Regions from separate parts of the Mus musculus genome. Here region 2 is linked to region 1. The links are chromatin contacts, called in public Hi-C maps. All regions are on one chromosome and are shown on one strand. Each heading gives the region's core, a stretch centred on a gene start, on an enhancer-like site or on the middle of the called end of the contact. The rest is flanking DNA. Distances are from core to core; before and after follow the strand shown.

Region 1 (7,563 bases), core at 2,289-4,788:
AGTGCTTAGGGAGAGCATGGACCCAAGATCCACCATTCTCAGAGCAGCATCTGGGTACACAGGAGATTAAGTAGCACAGCATCTGTACCAGACCTCACTGTTTCTCATCCAGGAAAACATGGATGGGGACCCCAGTGAGACAGATGGACAGCCCAACACCCAACAACGAAGTATCTAAAGAATAAGAATAGAATAAAATAAAACAAAAGCAAACAATTCAGAACAGGACAAAACAAACAAGTGGAAGGAAACGAGACACAGGAAAAGCATAAGACATTCACATAGATGCAGAGACACACAAGCTAATACTCACAGGAATTCCATAAATACATGATTTTAGCTATAATAGTGTTTTGATTTGAACTTGCGTTCCCTTGGTTTTGGTGCATGGATATTCATAATTGCAATGTCTCATTAATGGATCTTTCCTTTCACGACTGTGTACTGTTCTTCCTTATCTTTCTCCTGATTAGTTTTGGTTTGAAGTCTATTTTTTTCTGTTTTAGTCATATATTAAAATGGCTACATTGGCTTGATTATTGGGTCTATTTCCTTCAAATATCTTTTTCTTTTTACCCAGAGGTAATGTGTATCCTTAATGGTATGATATGCTTTTTGGATGCAGCATAAGTCTGGGTCCTGTTTTCTAAAACATCCTACAAGTCTGCATATTTTGATTGGTTGATTGGTTAGTTGGTTTGGTTTGGTTTGTTCTGTTGTGTTTTTGTTTTTTTGTTTTTTGTTTGTTTTGCTTTGCTTTGTTTTGTTTGTTTTTTTGGCTCTTTGAGACAAGGTCTCTCCATGTAGCTCTGGCTGTCTTGAAACTCACTCTTTAGACCAGGCTGTCCTCAAACTCACAGAAATTCTTCTGCTTCTGCCTCCCAAGTGCTAGGATAAAAGGTGTGCATCCCATCACCTGGCTAGTCTGTGGCATTCATGTTCGCAGCTATCAGTGAACACTGTTTGTTGATTGCTATTATTTTGTTGGTTATAGTGTTGGCTTTTTCCTCCCTTTTGATTTGCTGGTCTGAAATGCCTTGTGTTTTCTTGGGCATGGTTAACCAATTCTGATTAAAGTTTTCCTTCTAGTGTCTTCTGCGGAGCTAGATTTGTAGATAGATAGATAGATAGATAGATAGATAGATAGATAGATAGATAGATAATAGATAGAGCTTAAAATTAACTTTATCATAGAATGTTTTGCTTTCTCCATTTATTGTGATTGAAAGTTTTGCTGGATATAGTAGTCTTATTGGCATTGGTAGTTTATTATAATTCCTAGAACATCAATTCAGACTCTTCTAATTTTTAGAGCCTTCACTGAAAAGTCAGGTATTATTCCAATAGGTTTGCCCTTGTATGTTACTTGGACTTTTTCCCTGAAGCTTTTAATATTCTTTTTGTTTGCTTGCTTGAGGTGTTTTATATGTGTTTTGATTGGTATGAGTCATGGGACTTTTTTTTTCTGGTCCAGTCTATTTAGTGTTCTATCTAGTTCTTGTACTTTGATAGGAACCTCCTTATTTAGATTAGGAAATTTTTCTGTATGACTTTGTAGAAAATATTCTACACAACAGATTGGAATACATAGTTTCTCAGCAGTACATAGGACCTTCTCAAAACAGAGAGCATCATAAGATAAAAGCAAGTATCAACATTCTTATATCCTATCAGATCATAATGCAAATAATAATATAAATCAATAATAAGATAATGAAAATATAAATCAATAACAAGATAACTTACAGAAACCACAAAAATACTTGGTTGTTAAATAACATGTTTTTGAATGAGCACAATAAATAAAATAAAATAAAATAAAATAAATAAAAAAGAAGCCAGGCGTGGTGGCGCACGCCTTTAATCCCAACACTCGGGAGGCAAAGGCAGGCAGATTTCTGAGTTCGAGGCCAGCCTGGTCTACAAAGTGGTTCCAGGACAGCCAGGGCTACACAGGGAAACTCTGTCTTGAAAAACAAAAAAACAAAAAAAACAAAAAAAACAAAAAAAAAAAAAAAAAAGAAAAGAAAAGACCCTAGAGACAAGTGATAATGAAAATACATCCTATAAGAATCTCTGGGATGCAGCCAAGGCAGCCCTAAGAGGAAAATTTATAGTGACAAGTATTCATATTAAAAAATCGGAGATATATCAAGTAAATAACCAAACTATATGCTCCAAAAATTAAAAAAATAATCACTCTGAAATATCATAGACAGCAAGAATTTAAAAATGATTGAGAAGAAATTAATGAAATAGAGATTAAGAGAACAAAGGCTTGGTTCTTTGAGAAAGTTAATAAGATTGACAAATTCTCAGCTACTCTGACAAAAAGAGAGATCAAGAATATGTAAACTAGTAAAATCAGAGGTGAAGGGGGGTCATTACAACGAACTCTAGTGAAATATGGTACAGTAAAAATGACTATGAAAACTTTTAGTGAAAATCTGGATAACCCAGAAGAAATAGAAGTATTTCTATTTTACCAAAATTAAGCCTTGAAGATATAAGTACCTTGAATAGACCTATTACAAACAATGAGGCCGAGGCTATTATTAAACCCCTACCTTGAAAGAAATGCCCAGACAGATTTACTGCTAAATTATATTGAATTTACATGGAAATCCTTGGACTAATTCTTTATTTTTCCCCCCACATAATCAAAAGAGACAGAACACTACAAAATTCGTTTTTTAAGCCAGCATTATCCTGATACTAAAACTAACTGCACTACAAAGACAAACAAGGAGACACTACAAAAAAAGAAAATGATAGATTAGTTTATTTGATGAACATATGCAAACATTCTCAACAAAGTACTTGCAAACCAAATCCAGGAACAAATTAAGAAGAGTATACATTACAACCAAGTAATGTATAATCGTGTCATCCCCGAAGGTTGCTTAAACACACCTAAATCAACAAAAGTAGTACAACATAGAAGTAGACAAGTACAGAAACCACCTAATTATTTTTGTTGATGCTGAAAAGACATTGCCAAAATGGCATTTGTGATGAAAATAAAATTGTGGAGACTTTAGGAAAAGTTATATACAACAAACCCATAGCCAATATTATTATACTTGTTGGAGAGAAACCAAAAGCATTTCCTCATAACGTGTAGTTCCTACTACCAAGCTTTGAACTCCGGTGGACCACACTATCAGCCCTGCCCAGGTTCCCTTGGATCCATGGATGAAACACACACACACACACATACACACACACACACATACACACACACACATATACAAACACACATACACACACACATACACACACACATAAACACACACACATACACACACACATACACACACACACACACACACACACACACACACACTAGCTTATTTTTAATATGCTTTTTAGCTTAATGGTTGGCCACTTCTAAGCCTCCCATGGCTAATGTGCCCTTACCTTCACTCGTAGCTCAACATCTCTAAGTCTGCTCTCAACTTAGTTGCCTTAACTTCTTCTTGCTCGGCATCCTAAATCTGCCCTCAGCTTAGTTGCATTTCTAACCTCCTGCCTGCTACCCCAGGCCCAGTCGGGGATGCAGCCAATGGCCACTCTACCAGAAATCTCACATGATTGGTGGCTCTCTCTCCCTTCAAAGCACAGAAAATTCTTTTTCCTCCCCCAGTGTCTCCTAGCACGCCTGCAGGAACCTGGAAGTTCCACCTCTTCCTCCCAGCCATTGACTGCTATCATCTTTATAGATCAGTCAAGAACCAATTAGAGAACAGGACCTTCAGCATTCACACATAGATTCCTGATCAGTCTCAGAACCATCCCTTTCATTTCCCCAATCCAAAAACAACAACAACAACAACAACAACAACAACAACAACAACAACAACAACAAATACAAAAATGACCACCCTCTCCTCTCTTATTTGATACAGTGCTTAAAGTCTTAGCTGTAGAAAGTAGAAATGAGAAAGAGAGAAAGGGGGCTAAAAATAAGAAAGAAAGGAGTCAAACCATCCCTACCTGCAGATGAGAGGACTCTTTTACTTAAAAGATATTATTGAGTTTGCTAGATAATTCTTGAACCTGATAAACAATCACAGTAAAGGTTCAGGACACAAAACCATTGTAAAAACCAACCAACCAAGCAAACACACAAAAACCAGTAGTTTTCATTTATGCCAACAGTGTACTTCACAAAAAGAAATTAAGAAAAATATCCCATTTAAAATAACTCCACAATGTGAGTATTTAGGAATATATCTAACTGGGGCTGGAGAGATGGCTCAGTGATTTAGAGCACTGACTGTTCTTTCAGAGTTTGTGAGTTCAATTCCCAGCAACCACATGGTGGCTCATAACCATCTGTAATGGGATCCAATGCCCTCTTCTGGTCTGTCTGAAAAGAGTGACAGTGTACTCATATAAATAAAGTAAAATAAAAAGAGACTTTATTTAAAAAACAAACAAAAAGGAATATATTTAACTAAAGAAATGAAAGACTTCTAAAACAAAAATAAATAAATAAATATTCAAGATACTGACAAAGGAGATCACAAAATATACTACATGATAGAAAAAGATTCCTTGCTCCTTGGACAGGAGAATTAATAATGTAAAAAAATGCTTAGATAACAAATGAATTCATAGATTTAATGCAATATCTATAAAAATGTTGGTGCCATATTTCACAGGTGTAGGAAAACAATATAAGAAGTACTTGGAGCCGGGCGTGGTGGCACATGCCTTTAATCACAGCACTTGGGAGGCAGAGGCAGGCGGATTTCTGAGTTCGAGGCCAGCCTGGTCTACAAAGTGAGTTCCAGGACAGCCAGAGTTATACAGAGAAACCCTGTCTTGAAAAACCCCCCAAAAAAGTACTTGGAACCATAAAAGACCATGGATAGTCAAAACAATCTTAAGGGTTGAGAACAATGCAGGCCATGTTACAGTACCAACCTGCTATATCTCTGTAGTCATGACCATACCCTGGTACTGGCATAAAAATGGATGCAAAGATCAGCAGAATAGAATCAAGGGATCAGAAGTAAAATGACAGAATCAGGTCCTCTTCATCTCTGACAAAAAAAAAAAAAAAAAAAAAAAAAAAAAAAGGTGTGGGTGGCAAACAAAAACATACATCGGAAAAAAAAGCCCATTCAACAAACCATGCAGGCAACAATGGACTTGTACCTGCAGAATGAAATGCATCCTTATCTTTCAACTTGTACAAAAAAAATCAATTCAAAATGGATTAAAGATCTTAATTCAAAACTTAGAACATTGCAACATTGAAACACAGGGTATGGATAACCTTAGAGACAAGAAGTCAGGACCTTTTTTATATAGAACACCAATAGCCCTGGGACTAACTGTAGTATCAACAGATGGACCACAGAAAAATACAAAGCTTCAGTGCGGCAGGGGACATGCTCAACAAGTTAGCAGACAGCTTAGAGAATGGGAGAAAAATACGTATCCTACGCACTTCAGACAAGGGGCTAATGTCCAGAACTTAAAAGAATAGTAGAAATTAAATACCAAGATAAAAATTGCTGATCAGCAGATGCACAGATAAATCAAATAGACACTGGAGAGAGAGAGAGAGAGAGAGAGAGAGAGAGAGAGAGAGAGAGAGAGAGAGAGAGAGAAAATCTATTCTAAAAATAGAATTTGCATATGACCCAGCTACTTCACCCTGTCTACATCCAGAGAACTCCATAATCTACCATGGAGGGCTTTGCCCTCCAGGCTTATTGCCACTTTATTCACTGTGAGAAAGAACTGGAATTAACCTACTTGATTACCATTAACCAGTAAACTGATAAGGAAAAGTTGGTGTGTGGGGGACACATATACATATATATGAATATTAATTATAGAAAATGAGATAACAAAACTTGCAGGAAAATGGTTGGACTTAGAATGTTTAATATTAAGTGCAGTCACACATCATAGAAAACAAAAACACTTGTTCTCCCTCATAAGAAACCTAGCCAATAGACTATGTATGTATGAGAACAAATGTGCATGTGGGAAACAGTATAACACGCAGGAAAAAGAAGAAAGGGTAAACACTAGGGGAATGAGGAAGGACTGAGTGCAGGCCACCAACCCAAGTTATGAAAGAGAATATAAAGGTATTGTTTTTCTAGTTGGAACTTGGCCATTGGTTTATTCAGCTTGGGTGGTGGATAACTGCATTAAAGTACATTAAATTACATTAGTGTAAGCAAGAAAGTCCAATGTTAAGCTACTCACCATCTATTCTGAATGCCTACTCTAACCCTATGGAAGTTCATTGAGTTGGGTAGCCTTTGGGTCATAAATTCATTCTGATGTATTTTTTTTTATTTGCAAGGCTTTTAAAAAATAGTCATGTTTAAAATAAAATTAAAATAGTTTTTAAAGTAAATAATAATAATAATAATAATATCCTCTAGGAACCAAGTATTGAATTCATAAGCCTGTGGGAAAACATTATACACTCAAACCATGACAAGTTGCTTTGGGGCCATGTCTGCTGTCATCTTGAGTGCTCTGTGTTCACTAGAAAATAATGTCTCTCCATCTGTTCCGTTCGAATTCTGCAAATGTTGATAAGGTTAAGCTGTACTATTGTACTCTCCAGACATACACTACCTCTCATTGTGCACCACCCACTTCTATCTGTTGTTGAAAGAGAATTGTGAACACTGCCAGCCATCCTGTCTGTCTCTGCTCATTTAAATCCCTTTAGACTTGATTGTGTAGTTTGAAATTATCTTGATAATAGTCCTTATCCTGATTTTTTTCTAATATAGTCACTTATGTTTTCTTATAATTAGTGGTGGCAAAGACTGTGTTTAAGGTCCCTGAGAAGATTGAGAAAAATAAATACAAACTTTTAAAATCAACAAAAAGGCTGGAGAGAGATTCAGTGACTAAGAACACTTGCTACTCTTTCTAAGGACCTGGGTTCAGTTCCCAGTGTCTATGTAGTAGCTCACAACCATCTTTAACTCCAGTTCTGGGGATCCAATGCCCTCTTCTGGCCTCTATGGGTACCAGATCATATACATACATACATACATACATACATACATACATACATACATACATATGTGCATGAAGAACATTTTATACATACAAAGTAAAATTAAAAAATAAAACAACAACATATGCAGACTTTCTTTTCCTACATTAGTAATTCTTCATTGGTAGTTGCCCACAAGCTATTAGTCAAAATATGCAATATGCAAAGACTGGGGTCACATTTGACCAATGTATGCCTAGCTGCATATTCTGAGCCAATGTAAATTGACATAAGCTATGCAGTCTACCAGTGAGCCAAAATAATCTATCAGTAAGACTCCAGCTTGATGTATTAAATCAATGTAATTAGCCATTGTACAACATTCAGATTAGCAGCCCAACTCTGTGCACGTGCTTTTCAAGTTCAAATGTCATTTGGCATTGTTGTGAAGAAATAGCTGCTTTGGATGAATTTCAGAATGTCCTATTTGAACTGCAAATTTATCTCCAGAAACTGAGCTACCTCCAAGAGTGAACAGAGCCCTCGACTGTGAGTTCTGTTTTAACTCTCACGCA
Region 2 (7,563 bases), core at 2,881-5,380, 220 kb after region 1:
ACATCAACACTGGCGGCATGTTTACAGGCTGCCAAACTCCTATAAAAAGCCGGGCTGGTGGCAGAGGCCCTTATTCCAGCGCTGTGATTCGAACCAGGGCCTGAGTGAAGACCTGTATGCCCAAACTCCATTGCTGAAGAGAGGGTCTTGGGAGAATGCTATGTAGAAGTGAGGGTCCGTGCTCTGTGCATCACACTTGTTCCAGAAAATAAACAAAGTGCTCCAGAAAATGAAGTCTTATCTTTTTTTATCACAAGTGCTCGCTCAATAAATACGCCCTTGTCTGATCAGTTGAGGGAGGGGCTTAAATACAATTTATAAGAGTGCATTATTCACTGAACCTGGTGACACACGCCTCTAATCCAAATTACTCAGCTGCCAGAAGGACCCCCAAGGTATAGGACAGCCTGGGTGACTTAACTGGGCTTGGCCTCAGAAGTAAGCTTTGCTGCGCCCCCTCCAACACACACATACCCACCCATTTGGGGCTTCTGAGAAGCTCGTGGGTGGAAACAGGATGTTTCTTCTTTGTGTATCTGTGTTAACTGGTGGAGCTGGCATATGCTAAATGCCTGGAGCCTCTGGAACAATCATATGGGAGGACTCCAGGGACTAGCCAAACAGCCAGCCAAGAGTAAGGGCTGGACTGAATAAGGACCAGTTTCCAGAAGGCTCTGGGAGGGGTCTGGAAGAGATGGGCGTCTCTAATTGTGTCAGCTTTCCTGATAGAGTGCACTTTTGTGCAGGAAGAACGGAATAAATCTTGCTTTTTTTTTCCCCAGCACCACCATAAGGAAACAACTCCTCCCCTCTCCCCAGGTCAAAATGAAGTTAGTTTCCACTGAATGCTTGCAGGCTGGTGTCTTGAAGGCTGACCCCGCAGAGCAGGAGCCTCTAAAGCCGAGTCTAATACAGAGAAGTAAGGTTAACAAGAGGCTAGAGTTGGGCATACAGAATCGCTCGGAGAAAGCCCGTGGGCGGAGCTCCGTACAGGTCCGTTGCCATTGGTCTCCGGGCAGTCCCTAGAACCAATCAGCGCGGGCCGAGGCAGCTCAACCCCACAGGTGAGGACCCGCCAGAAGCGCACGCGTGGCAGCGGCCAGCAGGCGTGGGCCCTATTGCACACTTATGTCACCAGGGCTGGTGAGGGGGAGACTCCACCCTTATATCAGGAGAGGGTGTGGCAAGCGGCTTCTTTCGGCTTCTCCGGGTATTTTTTTTTTTTCACTTTTCACTGGCTACTCCTAATCTCAATGCCCAGAAACTCCTTTAAAATTTTTTTTTCTGGTTTAATATAAGGTTGCAGGGTGGTTTGTGGCAAATCCTGGAACCCAGAAATTCTGTATCCTGCGCCCCACCAACTCGCGGACGAACACAGATGGAATGGTCAAGGTCTCTCCTCCAAGGCGACTCAAAGCAGTCTGGCTGAGCTGAAGTGCCAGAGGCCTGCTATAAACAGGGGCGCTCAAGTTTCATGAATCCGCCAGGCTTACAAGGAAAATATCTCATTGTAACACACTGCATGTCCTTTTAAATATTGAGAAAAGCCAACTCCTCTTTACAAAGGTCTATTTACAGGACTAGATATCAATCACGTCTATTTCCATGACTCACTTAATTTTAAGCTTGATTTTTTTTTTTTTTTTTGGACTGGAACTGTTTGTAGTAGTCTTGTGGTTGGAATGTGATGTCTTAATTCCTGTATAGTCTTGGGATCATTAGCATATCCATCACCTTAATCTTTTATCATCCCTTCGTGGTGGGTACATAGACGTTCTCCTATTCTGTTCTATAATATACTATTGTTAACTGGATTCTCCCTGCTGTTCTACAGAACATCATATTGTTGTGGGGGCAAAGATGGAGCAGTACAGCTTCATTTAGCCATGCTTCTTACACGTCACAGGGAAGCAAGTTTTTGAGTGAGTCAATAACAAACTATTTTCTAAATATTTGTCAAACGACCCGCCGAGTGTGTGAGGTGCAGATATAAAAGAATTTTAAATAGAGAAAGCCACTCCTCCTCTGCACAAAACTTTGCTGTGGGGTTCTTGAGCCGCAGGGATGTTGTAACACTTAGCCTCTTGGCTATAATGGAATTTACTATCAAGTTACTAAGAATAATTGTTGCTTCTCACAGCTAACCTCCCCTATCTCTGGGCCAGAAGAACTAGTCTGGCATGCAGAAGCAGCCGTTTTTATTTGAGTTTGGATAGTCTTGGAGAACAAGGAATAAGACAGTCCTAACAAGGTAACGATTTAAGTATAAAAAAACTTTTCTGGTCTTCAATGACACTGGTACCCCATCTCTTCTTTCTTGTCAGTTGAGGAAGGCAGGATAGGCTCTCATTACCCTTGACACTATGCCATGTACTTGGGGGAGTGGAGCCTCTCCCACCAGCCCCGCCCTTAAGTTTCTCTTACTCTCTGAAATAGTCTTGTTGACTGACGTGAGAGGTGAAGTTCCGATGAAGCTCTCTTTATAGCAATAGAAGCTGTTGTGCTGTGCCTGTAGGGTGGGCATTTTGTGCTTCTGTCCATCAGTTTAACTTCCATGTTCACAGAGTGAGAACACAGAACATTCCAAACGGCCCAGAGCAGTGGGTAAGCTGTCTTGGTCCTGGGCTTCAGTTTTGAGGCTTGGTAAAAACAGCACCTCTAACCTCAGAGCTGCCAGTGGTGTTTGTTTTGCTTTATTTGTTTATTTATTTATTTGCTTATTTTTTATTCCTAGTGAACTTATTGTAAATAGTTTTAGTGACTTGAATAGTCATTTTGTAGAAAAAAAAGAAAACCTTGTGTTAAATTTGTTTTAAACTGAAGGGTTTAGACGGAAGCATGCCTATTTAGAACGAGAATTTGTGAGGTGCTGGTTATCAAAACATTAAAAAAAAATCAAAGAAACAAGAGATGTGTAAGATCGCTTTGCAGAGGCAAATGGGAGACTGCAGACTGGGAGAATACATCTTGTCATTATTAGTGGACATTAAACTACTGCTTTTTTAATGAGCAGATTCCTTTAAAAAAAAACAAAATCTACTGTAGCCAGCATTTAATTTCTATTTACTGTAGTAGCAGCCTATCTTTTAAGAATGTCTCCTAAGATAAGAACTCAAAACTCATTTTCAGAGACAGACCTGCTGGATAATAACCTACCACTTGAAAGATAATAAATGCAATTTAATTCATACATTTTGGCATTTTATTTATCTAAAACTAATAGGCCACTATTAAATATTGACAATTTTATTAACTCAGCATCTGGGAAAACACTTATGATTAGGTTAATTTATGTTATATTTGCCCCCCAACTTGTAAAAGATTAATCAACCATTTTATGGTGTAATTTAGGGGCCTAATTAAAAACAGAGCTCAACACATGCTACACAGTGCTGCTGGTAAATCTTGACAGCATTCTAACATAATGGTTTGTGTTTCAAATTGTTGCATCTCAATGTGAATGGCTGACCTTCTCCCAGCAGCCTGGAAGTGAGCCGTGGACTTGTGTTAAACACCAGAACCCTAAGAACAATTATTTAGGAACAGATTATCCCCAGTGAGATCAGAGCCTCCAGGGAAGTCAAGACTGGCCACCAAGTTTTTAGAAACCAACTAGGCTTGTGGAGGTAGGAGATCAGCTAAAAATATAGAGGAAATTACTGTTTTCAGCTGTCATTGGGAGACATTTATTACTGGATTTTAGTATCTCTAGGAAAACCTGGAGTTCTAGCCACATCTGCCTTCTGATTAATGAGCACAAAGTAATCACGGTGTCGTTCTCCACTTGGGATCATTCTATCGTTTTAAATGAACAAATTAATTCCAAAGAGCTTAGGAAGATGTCACTTAACCTGGGCCTCCCAGCCTGAAAAGGGCAAATGGCATTGAATAAACCGTTTCCTCCAGGAGACACTGGCTGTTTTTTCAACCACTATACTTGAGGGCTATTTTTGTCATTTTAATGACTCCTTTGATTCTAGCTGTTCTGTGCAGAGAAATAAAAGTGCCAGAGTGGTATGATTATCCTCATCTAGTTAGAAACCAGTGCAAGATGATTCCCAGTCAATTGTCCCCACATTACAAAGGTTTTAAGATAAATGACAAAGTGGGCACTCGGCACGGGGGCCACCGGAGGTAGGCAGGAAACCTTCAAACACTATTAGAGCAGACATCACTTTGAAGAATTACACATGACTAACAGCACGTTTTAGTCACTAAAGTCAGGGAGCCTGGCACAGAAGGCTGTCCTGTTGGAAGAACTCTTGTCACTTTCTAGCTGTGAGACTTTGAGCAAGTTGATTAACCTCTCTGTTCCGGCCTGTGTTTCGTCACCTGTCAAAGTATCCACTTCACAGGATGGTAATGAGGATTAAATCAGCTAACCATAACACTTGAAACAGTGCCTGGAACAAATGTTTAGTACATTTTAACAGTATTGTTAAACCACACACACACAGACACAAACACACACACAGAGCGAGTCACACACATACACACACCCACAGAGATCGACACCCCCACTCACTCCCCGCCCCCCCCCACTCCCTACCCCCACCCCCCTCTGCCGCTTATTTTGTACAACAGAAATTGAAAGGGGACCTGAAAGAAGTTCCCACTACTGTGGAGCAAATGACAATCATATAAAGTCTGACTAACTTAACTCCTAAACTCTGGTCATCAAATTCTTGGAAATTTACAAAAACTTGAGCTGGATCAAGAAGAAATCCTTTTTAAAAACATCAATGTCTCTCTGTCAGTTTAAATCTTTATACCAGGCCGGCTGGTGGCTTGCTCCAAGGCCTGTAAATTTCTGGTCTCCTAACCCCAATCCTCTCAGACACCACAGCCCCATGAGCCCCTTAGACATCACTAAGTTTGGAAAGTGATCAGAGAACCCTGGATATGAACTGGAAAGTCAGCTCAGAACTCTGGACAAACTGGGCCTCAAACAGACTGGAACTAGCTCATATTAGCTTCGATTTTGCAAACTTGGGTGGTGGAGGCAGCAGGGTCGGCTCCAAGTTGCCACCAAAGCAGGCTCTGACCTCCCAGGATTCTGCCACACACCCTACCCCACCCCCACCCCCACCCCCACGTTGGCTGATGGTGCATTGGTAGGGAGCTGTAAGGACTGCAAATTCCCTGGCATCCAGGAAAATCCACGAGGCTCTGGGCCCCTGGCAGGTCTGTGTATTAACCCATTAAACTCATTAACAACTCGCTCAGACACAGCCACGACCCTCATTCTACAACCGATTGCCCGCTGACCCCAGAACTCAACCATCCATTCCACACACCCTCCCATTTTGTCTCAAAGGCCTTAAAAGCGCCTCGCCTTGCTCACACTTCGGCTTTGAGGACTTGTTTTAACCAAGATTGTGCCTTGCAACAACATTCTAGTTAATCATTATTTATGCTGTTCTCCAGCGGGTGGCCTATCTCGGGACAGAGAAGGAGGGACCCTACAGGCCTGGTTTGGAGCACAGCCTTGAGTGCCCGGTGGACTCCAGCCGGGAAGGGATAGTTGCAGCCCTCTGGGTCAGCGGCTCCTGAGCCTGTTGGATTTAGACTTTCAAGGTTGCTTTCAAATAAATCGTGAAGTCCTTACATTGCTCCAGGCACTCCGAACAGTCTAAAATGATTTATAAGCTCTAAATAAACAGCATTAACTTTTTTTTCTTTTAAGAAAATATTCAGTAACTCTGCTGGCACACTGGTCGCTGGTGGGACAGCCAGGGAAGGCCGCGCGGACAGGACACTTGCGCTACTGCTACTGCAGCTAGATCACCAGGTCACCGCCGCGAGGCCCGTGCCTCCCTATGGCTTCCGAAGGAAAAGGACCCCGGCCCCCCGCGGCCTGTTGGAACCCGGGTGGCCCGCATGGCTGCTGGCGGCGCGGTTTCGGGTCGCCGGTCCCCGCCAAGCTCTTCGGCTGTGCTCTCCGTCGCCGCCCAAGAGAAGCGAGGGCCTCCAGAGCCCCAAGGGCGGTGGCAGGTGGAGGCAGCCACCTCTGCCGCCGCCTCTGTGTGAATCTTCCAGTGGGGATTTCCACCACCTGCCCCAGGTGCCTCTAAAACCTTCAAGGGCTCAGCGACTCGCCCGCCACTTGCTACCAACCCAGCCCGAGTGGGTCTGGTTAAAAAAAAAAAAAAAAAAAAGACCCAGGCTGCCTCGGGTTCGGCTCCGCCAGAAATGATTCTAAAGATTAGCCTGCCACCAGGTCCTCGGAACCTTATCCCAGGAGCCCGTTGTGTACAGGACGAGTGGAGGCAAAGAGGTAATGGCATCAACAACACATCGATGGCAACAGCCTACAGATAGCGAAGGCCCCCGTGGTAAACTGCTCCTGGCTGCACCCAAGGATTCACCCTTCCAGGCCCAGCCAGAATCCAAGTTATTCCCAGTGCCCGGATGAGACCCAGGACTCATCGGACGAGAATCCGAGCGTTGCACCCGGAGTCTCCATTCTTAGCCCGCAGTGTTCTGGGAACTGTGAGAAAGGAGACCGTCACTGCTGGCTTAAACCTCCAGACTTGGGCAACTCTTCCCAATTTAAAATAATAATAATAGTAGTAAAGAACAAAGGGGAGGGGGCGAGAGAGGCTGGGAAGGAAGCTGCTTTAATCCTCAGGGTCAGGCCCTTTTATTTGCCACGCCATCCGTGTCCTAGAAAGTATGGTCGAGGCAGAGAGCCGGGTTCGGTTCGTGTTTCTCCTTGTTTTCGGAAATCCTGATGCTCTTTGAAAGTAATTGGGTCTGGGGGGAAAAAAATCGAGGGAGACGCTAATGCTGGGTGATGACCTAAAGCGCTGAGGACCCGGCTGGGTTTCCGGAAACTGGGGTGTGACCCCTCCAGCAACTCACACCAAACCAGCAGCCCGGGATGCAGTGGGCAGAGGTCGTGAATGTGACCCGGGAGCCTCGGTCCCTTTAGAACTGGGCTCACAGCCGGAAGCCACGACCCCGAAACAACCCTCATTTCTCAATCAATGGCCCAGGGATATTCTTTGAGGTCGGACATGTACCAGGTCCGCAGAAATACACGTCCTTGTCTTGGCGCTCCCAGCACCGAGACCGGGAAGGCGAAGCGGCTGCGCCGGCAGCGCCTCGGGCGCCCAGAAGCCTTCAAAGAGGCTGCGCGCTGCAGTGCGCGCCTTTGCCCGACAGGGACCAGCACAGCTCCACGCCCGGCGCGCCGCAGCCAGCAAAGTCGCGCAGCCTCCCGGTTACCCTCCCTAGCACAAGCGCCTCGCAAGCTGAGCGGGTCAGACCCCCTTCGGGTTGCGGCAACAAGAAGAATTGTAACAAAAAGTTAGACTCAAAACACCCTTGGCTCTGAGCCTTAGCCTGCGCCCCTCTCCCCATCTGGGCAGCAGAAGCGACTCTAGCAGTTGGTGCTCGTTAAAGGCTGTGACCCAGAGGCGCACAACACTCCTCCCCGCGTCCCTGGCTGCAAGAGAGACAAAATCCTAACCACTCCGAGTTATTCGCGTGGGATGCGGCCACAGCCAAAAGGTAACCGGTTCCTCCGGCGCTTTCCCAGTAGCTGCCGGGTGGGTGTCT

What was found. A called contact is a pair of places that touch in the nucleus more often than the background predicts.
Region 2: a contact with region 1 is called in a Hi-C map of the N1E-115 cell line, with 5 times the contacts expected there. The contact joins two enhancer-like sites. A contact is called at or near these places in 7 of 39 promoter capture datasets (the 3T3-L1 cell line, cranial neural crest, frontonasal cranial neural crest and 3 more), 5 of 484 Hi-C or Micro-C datasets (the N1E-115 cell line, embryonic stem cells, liver and 1 more) and 1 of 115 datasets of contacts at active chromatin or transcription factors (embryonic stem cells).

What each region holds. Positions count from the first base shown.
Region 1 is chr11:63,696,658-63,704,220 of GRCm38.p6, forward strand. No RefSeq gene overlaps it. Among named protein-coding and RNA genes, the nearest start is that of Gm29958, 81 kb to the left of the region's middle. Within about 2 kb of position 3,539, at least 1 of the 459 cell types and tissues checked has an H3K27ac peak or open chromatin away from gene starts, as enhancers often do. A contact at or near this core is called in the N1E-115 cell line, where this site is marked.
Region 2 is chr11:63,913,496-63,921,058 of GRCm38.p6, forward strand. The region is part of intron 1 of Hs3st3b1 (heparan sulfate (glucosamine) 3-O-sulfotransferase 3B1); the gene reads right to left. Among named protein-coding and RNA genes, the nearest start is that of Hs3st3b1, 5.0 kb to the right of the region's middle. Within about 2 kb of position 4,131, at least 16 of the 459 cell types and tissues checked have an H3K27ac peak or open chromatin away from gene starts, as enhancers often do. A contact at or near this core is called in the N1E-115 cell line, where this site is marked.